Regions from separate parts of the Triticum aestivum genome. Here region 1 is linked to region 2. A link is a contact called in public Hi-C data. All regions are on one chromosome and are shown on one strand. The core of a region is the stretch at or near the end of the contact, and the rest is flanking DNA. Distances in the headings are between cores, read along the strand shown. Region 1 holds the start of LOC123085573. Region 2 holds the start of LOC123085571 (omega-3 fatty acid desaturase, chloroplastic).

Region 1 (3,959 bases), core at 226-2,725, 290 kb before region 2:
GTAATTTCTAGCATATCTTGCTACATCAATCTTCCTGAATCAACCTTGTTATGTGCATATCGTCCAGTTCTTGACAACTCAAATAACACAGGTATGGAAGGCAGACATTGCCTGGATTGATTAAAGATGGCATGAGCGCTCTTTCCCGGTATTATTTGAACAATTTTCATGATGGAGTGCGACAAGTAAGTTGTCAACGTATGGTCGTTTGTGATGTTCCACACGAACTATCTTGCATTCCCACCTAATATTTGCTATCATTAATAGATGTCCTACTTTTATCAGAAAATAATTGTTTTTAGGTATGTTTCTTTCAGTTAGCTTTTGATACAGTTTGTTCGTTGCTAGATTATAACTTGCCCCCACGCTTCATGCTAGATTATCACTTGTAACACCTGTTCTTAGTACTGGAGTTTATATTTTACAAAGTTGTGCTAATTGTATGGTTCTTCTGAAACCAAAATTTCAACTCTAGGATGCTCTAGATCTTATCAGTGGTTACTACACGGTCAGCAAAAGCAGTTCTTCTCCTTTTCAAATCATTGGATTTGAATCTGCACCAGTAAGCAGCCTTGTCCATCTTCTCTGCCTTAGTGTGGTTCCTCTCATTTATAGATGGCTTTCGCAACTCTTCCTATTCTTCAACCAACCACTATAGTCAGCATTAACCATGCAATCGAATCTGACATAAGTTTTGCATTTGCTGGGAAAAAGTATCTTCCTGTGGCGTCGGCAATCATAGTTGGTGGGATCACTGTCACAACTTTCACTCTTAGTCAAGGTCTGCCTTGTACTCATCTTCGCTCAGTAGGTTCCCGTTTAGCACCGTGTATTACTGATCTCGTCTTCCCATCTGCAGTTGGACGGAGCGCACAACACCTCATCTCATCCATCATCTTCGCTGGCTTGACAGCCGGAGTGGTAGCCTTGGTGAAAGCGAATGGGAAGCAGCTCTGCTCTAGACCCCGATTATGCGGTCTGATCTAGTTGGCGGCCCCTTTTCTCTTGTCCGGTTCTCAGAGCTTTGTTGTTGGAATCTGAATGGATATGAAGTGTTGACAGCAAGCTACCTGTCCACTGTCAGCGTAGATAGATTAACCAAGGGAGAGGTCAGCTTGCTGGTCCGGTAAATCTGAAGTAAATTTTGTAAACACCTGGTTAGATTGTCTGGTTTCCTGGTAAATATAGTGGATTGTGCAGTCGGAGGCACACCGTCTTGTAGTACTGTAAACTAAGGTTAAATTGTAACACTGGATTGGATTCTGCTGCACAGTTTCTGTATCTTAAACTTGTGAAATTGTTTGCACAGAATTTAAAATTACTGAATTCGACAGGCATACTCCAGAGTGAGAAGTTGGCTCTTGTATAATGCCAGCTTAACCCAGGACAGACAGCGGTAAGTTGTCCGGCTCGTTGGTGGCAACTGCATGCGTGGGTCCTGAACACCTCCGCCTGGGTCGTGGTCTTTCAGAAGGCCCCGTGCACATGTTGTTTCCTTGGATCAAGATCGATTCTCTTGAGGCCGTTTTGCCTGCACATGTTTTTCTTTTTTCTTTTCCAATTAGCACATGTGTTCTATCTATTCCTATGTTGTCAAGGCAATTTCTTCTGTGGCTTCCGTGGGTAGTTTCAGCTAGATCGTCCCGAACTCCCAGATGCCTATAGCCAGAACATATATGGTTCGAAAAAGGAAGAAAAAAAATGACAGGCGTATGCTGCCCAAAAATAAGCGCTCCCAAGATATTGGTGGCACGCCACAGTTCAAGGTGGCCAACCAAACGTTGGTGGCCAGAAAGAAAAAGACCGTCTCTGTTTTGCTCTCTTTGCTGGCTGCTATCCACGTTGGGGTCTCGAATTCACCTTGGATTTCGTAGCGTAGAACAAAGGCTCCGTCCGTCCGTCAAGCATCCTCTGTCGCAGGTGAATTGGCTCTAAATGTCTCCGCCTGTTCCGCTGGATTCCGGCTACCAGATAAGGCGGCGTGGCATGTTGAAATTTATTTGATCTCCTCTCTGTTGTCTGTTGTACTGGCTTAACATGAAGTTTCCAACGCAGGATGATCTAATAGCTGTTAGTTCTTGGTAGCATCGATCACATCAAGAAGGATTCAAAGGAAAAAAGTGCAATTGAAATAAAGTTTCACCACACGAAACCTAAGCGAGAAGCCGATGGCAAGCACTGATGATCCGAAGAACGAGCCGTCGTCCCCTTGGTCCATTTTTAATTGGAATAACAAAGCAGGTAAGGTTAAGGGGGTCTCCTGCATCCAATTCCAAGGATACGAACACACAAATACCCCCCCTTTTTTTTCTGACAACAATGTGAACTACTATCTGCTACCAGAGCCGGAGGTCGAGCAACCCAGAATGAGAAGCACCCAAGAGATCCTCACAAAATATAAATTCAACGGGGTATTATATTTCTCCACCTTTGAATTTTGCATTTACTCCTATATTGCTTGTCTCTTGCTGATTTAGCTAGTAGCTGTAAATTGCGCTCCAGGATGCTGCCGCGGCAGCGGCGCACGCGAAGGATAAGCTCATGGAGCGGCAGGAGAAACTCGCGGTAAAACGATTTGGTTCCTTCTATTGTTCAATCGACGCCAAGAGAGTACGGTAAATCTTGACGACACTGACATCCTGTTTCTTGGATGCCAGAAAATGGTCGAAGAATCTGCAGAGTTTGAGAGCGAGGCGGAAAACTTTGCCACCCTCGGCCAGCAGGTCAGGAAATCCCTGGAGACCAAGAGATGGTGGTGGCCATCGTGATTCATAAACCAATCGTCCGGTCATCAAGCGATGTGATGTGATGTAGTGTAAAAAACGCTTCTTATATTATGGGACGGAGGGAGTAATACCAATGTGTTTAGCGTGCCTGGCTGCTGCACTGGTCTGCGCATGCTAAATGAAACGAGAGCAAGACGTTGCCTTTTAGCAACAAGTGGGAATGATTGTGGACGGATACATGTATCTACTCTACTTAGTTTTAATTAATCATGTGATGGTGATGGCTGACGACCGTGCGATGAACTTCTCACCCGCCAGCACCATACATGTAACTAGCTCTTATCGTGGACGGATAAATGGTACGAGGTGGCATATTTTGCTTGCGGATCGAATGGTGCTAAGAGAGGACACGGGTGGCGTGTACCAGCCATGGGTTGGAGGCTTCTCCGATTGGACCGTCCATTGATGAGGTTAGGCTGCTTGCTGGTTCCCTTTTCCACTTGCCACGTCACCTCTCCAGTTTTTTTTTGAAACATCAAGACTTTATTCCTTAAATCAAAGGCAGGTTGTTTACAATAGCATGAGAAATAAAGTCCGGAATATTAGATTCCCCAAAAGAGGAAGATCTATTGCTAAAAGAGTTGCTAGCTAAGATATGAGCAGCCTCATTAGCTTCACGAGACAATGAGAGTATACTGTATTGGCCAAATCAAGAGCAAGTTCTCTGCACTCCAAAATCGTGGCTATATTTAATCCCGTATAATCCGAGTTCTGCACTGATTCCACCACGAAACTGCTGTCAGACTCAACTTGAACTTTGTTGCATCCGAAAACTTGCTTGAGTAAGCACGGATAAAGTTGGTAGCTAGAACTCTAATTGATATGGCTACTTTCTCTGCTGTTTGAATCAGTTCCCCTTTCATATGTTAGCGCCTCTGCCACCAAAGATACCAGGCCGCCACCAGTATTAGTTCGGACGTGGGCAAACCTTTAGAAACGCCCTGTGTCCGACTGAGAATCTTGTAGTTACTGATCCAGACCGGTCCTGCATAATAGCCTCCAGTATAACATTATGAACCCCCAATTCTGACCAGATTTCCTGCACTCTCTTGCATGTGAACAAGCAATGTTGAATATCTTCCAACCCAACCGAGCAAAATGGACACTGTGGGGTAAGCGGGATATGTCTGTTTGCCAATATTCCATAGCAAGGCAGTGATCCATTCAGTACCT
Region 2 (3,844 bases), core at 507-3,006:
ACCATCATCCAATCTGGCTCCGCCAGATCTTAGGTTTTCACCCGAGACCTCAGCCATAAGGTAGGAAGAGCAATGAGCTCCACGACGGTACCTCCAAGGAAGAAGACGACATCCATAGATGCCGTTACCGTCGGCACCGACGAGGTCAATGCAGGATTTTCATCCGGAGCCAAGTCTTCCGCCACCCATCCAGGATCCGAGACCTACCCATCGCCATCGGGCCGGATGAAGTCAGGCACACACTACCAGACACAGGAATGTCGCCGCCGCACGCAGAAACTAAGCGAGCACATGCCAACCTGACCGGTCTGTCCCACCGCTCGCAGGACCTGGGCGAACCAAGTCGGCTTCGGCCATCCTCTGACTCCGTGCGCGGATCTAGGCGAGAATTCGCACCGCAGCGCTCAAGAAAGACCAGAGAAGAACCTAAACTGACCGGCCCGCACCGCAGCGCGCCGGAACAGAGCAAAAAAACCAAGCCAAAGTTAACAGGCTCGCGCCGCCGCGCGCTAGGACCGGACCTCCGCGCTGGAATTGGTGAGCCCGACCCTCCCCAAGCACCAACAGGATGGACGACACCCTTGCTCTAGGAGCTGGACGTGCACACGATTGAAGGGAGAAGCCCACCAGCATCCACACCTCCACGACGCACAAGCACAGCGCAACTCCTCGCCCCTGCGATCCAAGAACACGCAGCAGCGCCCCCTCCACACTCTCGTGAGCGCCCGCCATGGCACATGCGCGAGGCCGCCGGGCATCCGCCCCGGCAGATCGGCACAAGGGAAACCCCCGCACGCCACCGCGACGCACACAGCTGGTTCGCGCCGTGCACGCACACGCGCCGTCGTGCATCCCTGCTCAGCAGCGAAGCCCAGGGCCCGCCGAAACCCTAATCGGGTCCGGCCCCTGCTCGCCGCGCCTTCTCGCCGCGCGCAGCACACCCCGCGCCGCGCCCATCGCGCTCGCCGCGCCTTCTCGCCGCGCGCACCACGCCCGTCGGCGCCTGCTCGCCGCGCGCATCGCGCCCGCCGCGTCCCCGCTCCTCTCCTTGGCCGAGCGACCCCGCGCTGCCCAGGCCTCGTGAGAGGGAAAAAATGGGAGGCCCCGCCGCCGCCGACGCCACGCGGGCTTTGCCCGGCGGCGCTTGCCGGCGGCGGCGAGGGGAGGGGGAGATCTGGGAGGGGGGCTGGAGTGGCGGCTAGGGTTTCGCCCGGGCCGTCCGCGGGGAGGGCGACACGAGACGTAGGACGAAAGAGATGAACTGTCGATTTTGGTGGCCGCAATGCAGCACATCACCGGCTGCGTTGTGCGGCGGCTGGTCAGGCATGGATTGCCACATATGTCCAAAAGCGTGTAGTGGATCTCCTGTGGGAAAAATAATAATTTTAAATAAGCGAGTCTCCCATACCGGGAGGAGGAAGTACATACATATAACAAGAAAAAAAAAGAGCACTGGTTCGCAAAAAGAAAAAGAAAGTAACAAGTCAAAGAAAAAACAAGTTTTTTTTAAAGCGTCGAAAAACAAGTTAGCGGCGTCAGAGTCCACCCGCGGCAGTTCACACGTGCCAGCTCCCGTGGCTGGACCCGGGTCCGACCGCCATCCCGGTCCGAGTCCACCGCACCGCGGCCAACTCCATAGTCCATCGCGATGCCGACGCGCACCATCCCCTTCCCCGTTCCTCAGCGCGCGCTCGCTCGCACGCGCAACACGGGGCCAGCGATCTCCCTCCCTCTCGCGCGTATATAGAAACCTCGCGTTTGCCGATCCCGACCACCGCTAGCCCGAGTCCCTTCGACCCTCGCAACCGTGGTGGTACACGACTGGACTAGCTAGCAGCCGTCCATCGCTGCGGTGCCGTCGCCCAATGGCCCGGCTCGCCCTCTCCGACTGCCGCGGCCTCACGCCGCTCCGCGCGCGCAGCCGCGGCGGCGCCATTGCGCTGCCGTCGCCTCCCCACCTCGCCGCGGGGCCGCGTCGCCCCGCGGCTGCCGCCATCCACCGCGACTGGGCGCTCCGCGTCGCCGCGCCCACCCGCCTCGCCTCCGTCTTCGAGGAGGATAAAAGGAGCCTCGGGGGAGCGGAGGAGGCCGGGAGCTCCTCGGCCGGGTTCAACCCGGGGGCGCCGCCGCCGTTCGGCCTGGCGGAGATCCGCGCGGCCATCCCGAAGCACTGCTGGGTCAAGGACCCGTGGCGGTCCATGAGCTACGTGCTGCGCGACGTCCTGGTCGTGCTCGGCCTCGCCGCCGCCGCCGCGCGGGTCGACAGCTGGCTCGTCTGGCCGCTCTACTGGGCCGCGCAGGGCACCATGTTCTGGGCGCTCTTCGTCCTGGGACACGACTGGTACGGGCCGTCCTACCTCGTACCCCAGACCCAAAGATCGGACCTCCATGCCGGTTTTAGCCTGAAAGCACTATGTTTGTCTCTTGTCCTGTAACGACTGTTTGGTGTTTGCAGTGGGCATGGGAGCTTCTCAAGCAACCCAAAGCTGAACAGCGTGGTTGGCCACATACTCCATTCCTCAATTCTCGTTCCATACAACGGCTGGTACGATGAGTGCATGCTGTATTTTCTTCTTTGTTGTGGAATTGTTATTGATGCTAAGAAAGGCGGCGTCTTGTGTGAATGTAATTGCAGGAGGATCAGCCACAGGACGCACCACCAGAACCACGGCCATGTGGAGAAGGACGAATCCTGGCACCCGGTAGGTGTTTGGCTCTTTGCTTCTCGGTGGATTCATGCATGCATAATTCTTCAGAGAGGCGGCGTTTTGGTGAATTGTGCTTGATGATTCCTTGAATTGTGATAATTCGCAGCTACCCCAGAGGCTGTACAATAGCCTGGACAATATGACAAAGAAGTTGCGGTTCAGCATGCCATTTCCCATGCTTGCATTCCCCTTATACTTGGTGAGGCACAAAGCTGCTTGATTTTACCACGACGTGTGAATTGGTTGGTCTTGTTTTCTAACATGGTAAATTCTTGTTCTGTGCAGTTTGCGAGGAGCCCTGGCAAGGAAGGCTCACACTTCAACCCGAACAGCGATTTGTTCCAACCTAATGAGAAAAAGGATGTGCTAACATCCACTGCGTCCTGGCTAGCAATGATTGGGGTTCTTGCAGGTCTGACCTTTGTGATGGGGCCTCTTAAAATGCTAAAGCTCTATGCAGTCCCATATGTGGTAAGAGCTTCATGCCTTTCATCAGACGCCCAATTTTGGCAAGCTTAGAATTTGGATAAGCCAATTCATGTGATTAATTTTGGTGAACCCATGTGCAGATATTTGTTATGTGGCTGGATTTTGTCACATACTTGCATCATCATGGTCACGAAGACAAGGTTCCCTGGTATCGTGGAAAGGTAATATCATGGTTGAATCAGATTTGCAATGAATCAATGCTTCAGGATAACTGCTTAATGTTCGAAATACAATGGCATGATCCATTATTATTTGTTAAAATGACAGAAAATACCTGTTTGCTGTTTCAAGTAGAATATACATGTGGAAAACAGAAAACTAAACATAATCGATGCTGTTAAAGAAAATGGCAAACATAGCAGTATAGTTTTAAAAATATTTAATGGAAGGTTCAGAAAGGGCACTTCCTGCCAACATATATTGACTGTTCAATTACATTTATTTCTGACTTGTTCTCAAATTTGTTGGTTCTTCTGGTCTGTAATTCAATCTTTGACCTGTGTGGTACTTATTCAAGATAGGTATCTGTGTTATGCCCAAGTGGACATGTTTCCTTCAGTCAGAAGAGTAATCCTAGCGGTGAATGTTAGAAATGGAAGATATTATGTTTTCCAGTAGCTGCTTCAGTTTACATGGTTTTCATTTAT

The links. Hi-C and Micro-C count contacts between places; a contact is called where the count stands out from the background.
Region 1: a contact with region 2 is called in a Hi-C map of leaf, with 6 times the contacts expected there. The contact joins the promoter of LOC123085573 here to the promoter of LOC123085571 in region 2. A contact is called at or near these places in 1 of 5 Hi-C or Micro-C datasets (leaf) and 1 of 1 datasets of contacts at active chromatin or transcription factors (leaf).

What each region holds. Positions count from the first base shown.
Region 1 is chr4A:132,803,984-132,807,942 of IWGSC CS RefSeq v2.1, reverse strand. It overlaps LOC123085573, which reads left to right and starts at 1,475. Exons shown (of 5, transcript XM_044507238.1): 1 at 1,475-1,920; 2 at 2,056-2,241; 3 at 2,344-2,411; 4 at 2,503-2,565; 5 at 2,658-3,073. The coding sequence starts at 2,169. The coding sequence ends at 2,768. LOC123085572 (phosphoinositide phosphatase SAC8) reads left to right here. Exons shown (of 20, transcript XM_044507235.1): 17 at 92-185; 18 at 476-562; 19 at 715-781; 20 at 860-1,337. The coding sequence ends at 987.
Region 2 is chr4A:132,516,539-132,520,382 of IWGSC CS RefSeq v2.1, reverse strand. LOC123085571 (omega-3 fatty acid desaturase, chloroplastic) reads left to right here and starts at 1,756. Exons shown (of 8, transcript XM_044507234.1): 1 at 1,756-2,341; 2 at 2,456-2,545; 3 at 2,636-2,702; 4 at 2,815-2,907; 5 at 2,994-3,179; 6 at 3,278-3,358. The coding sequence starts at 1,866.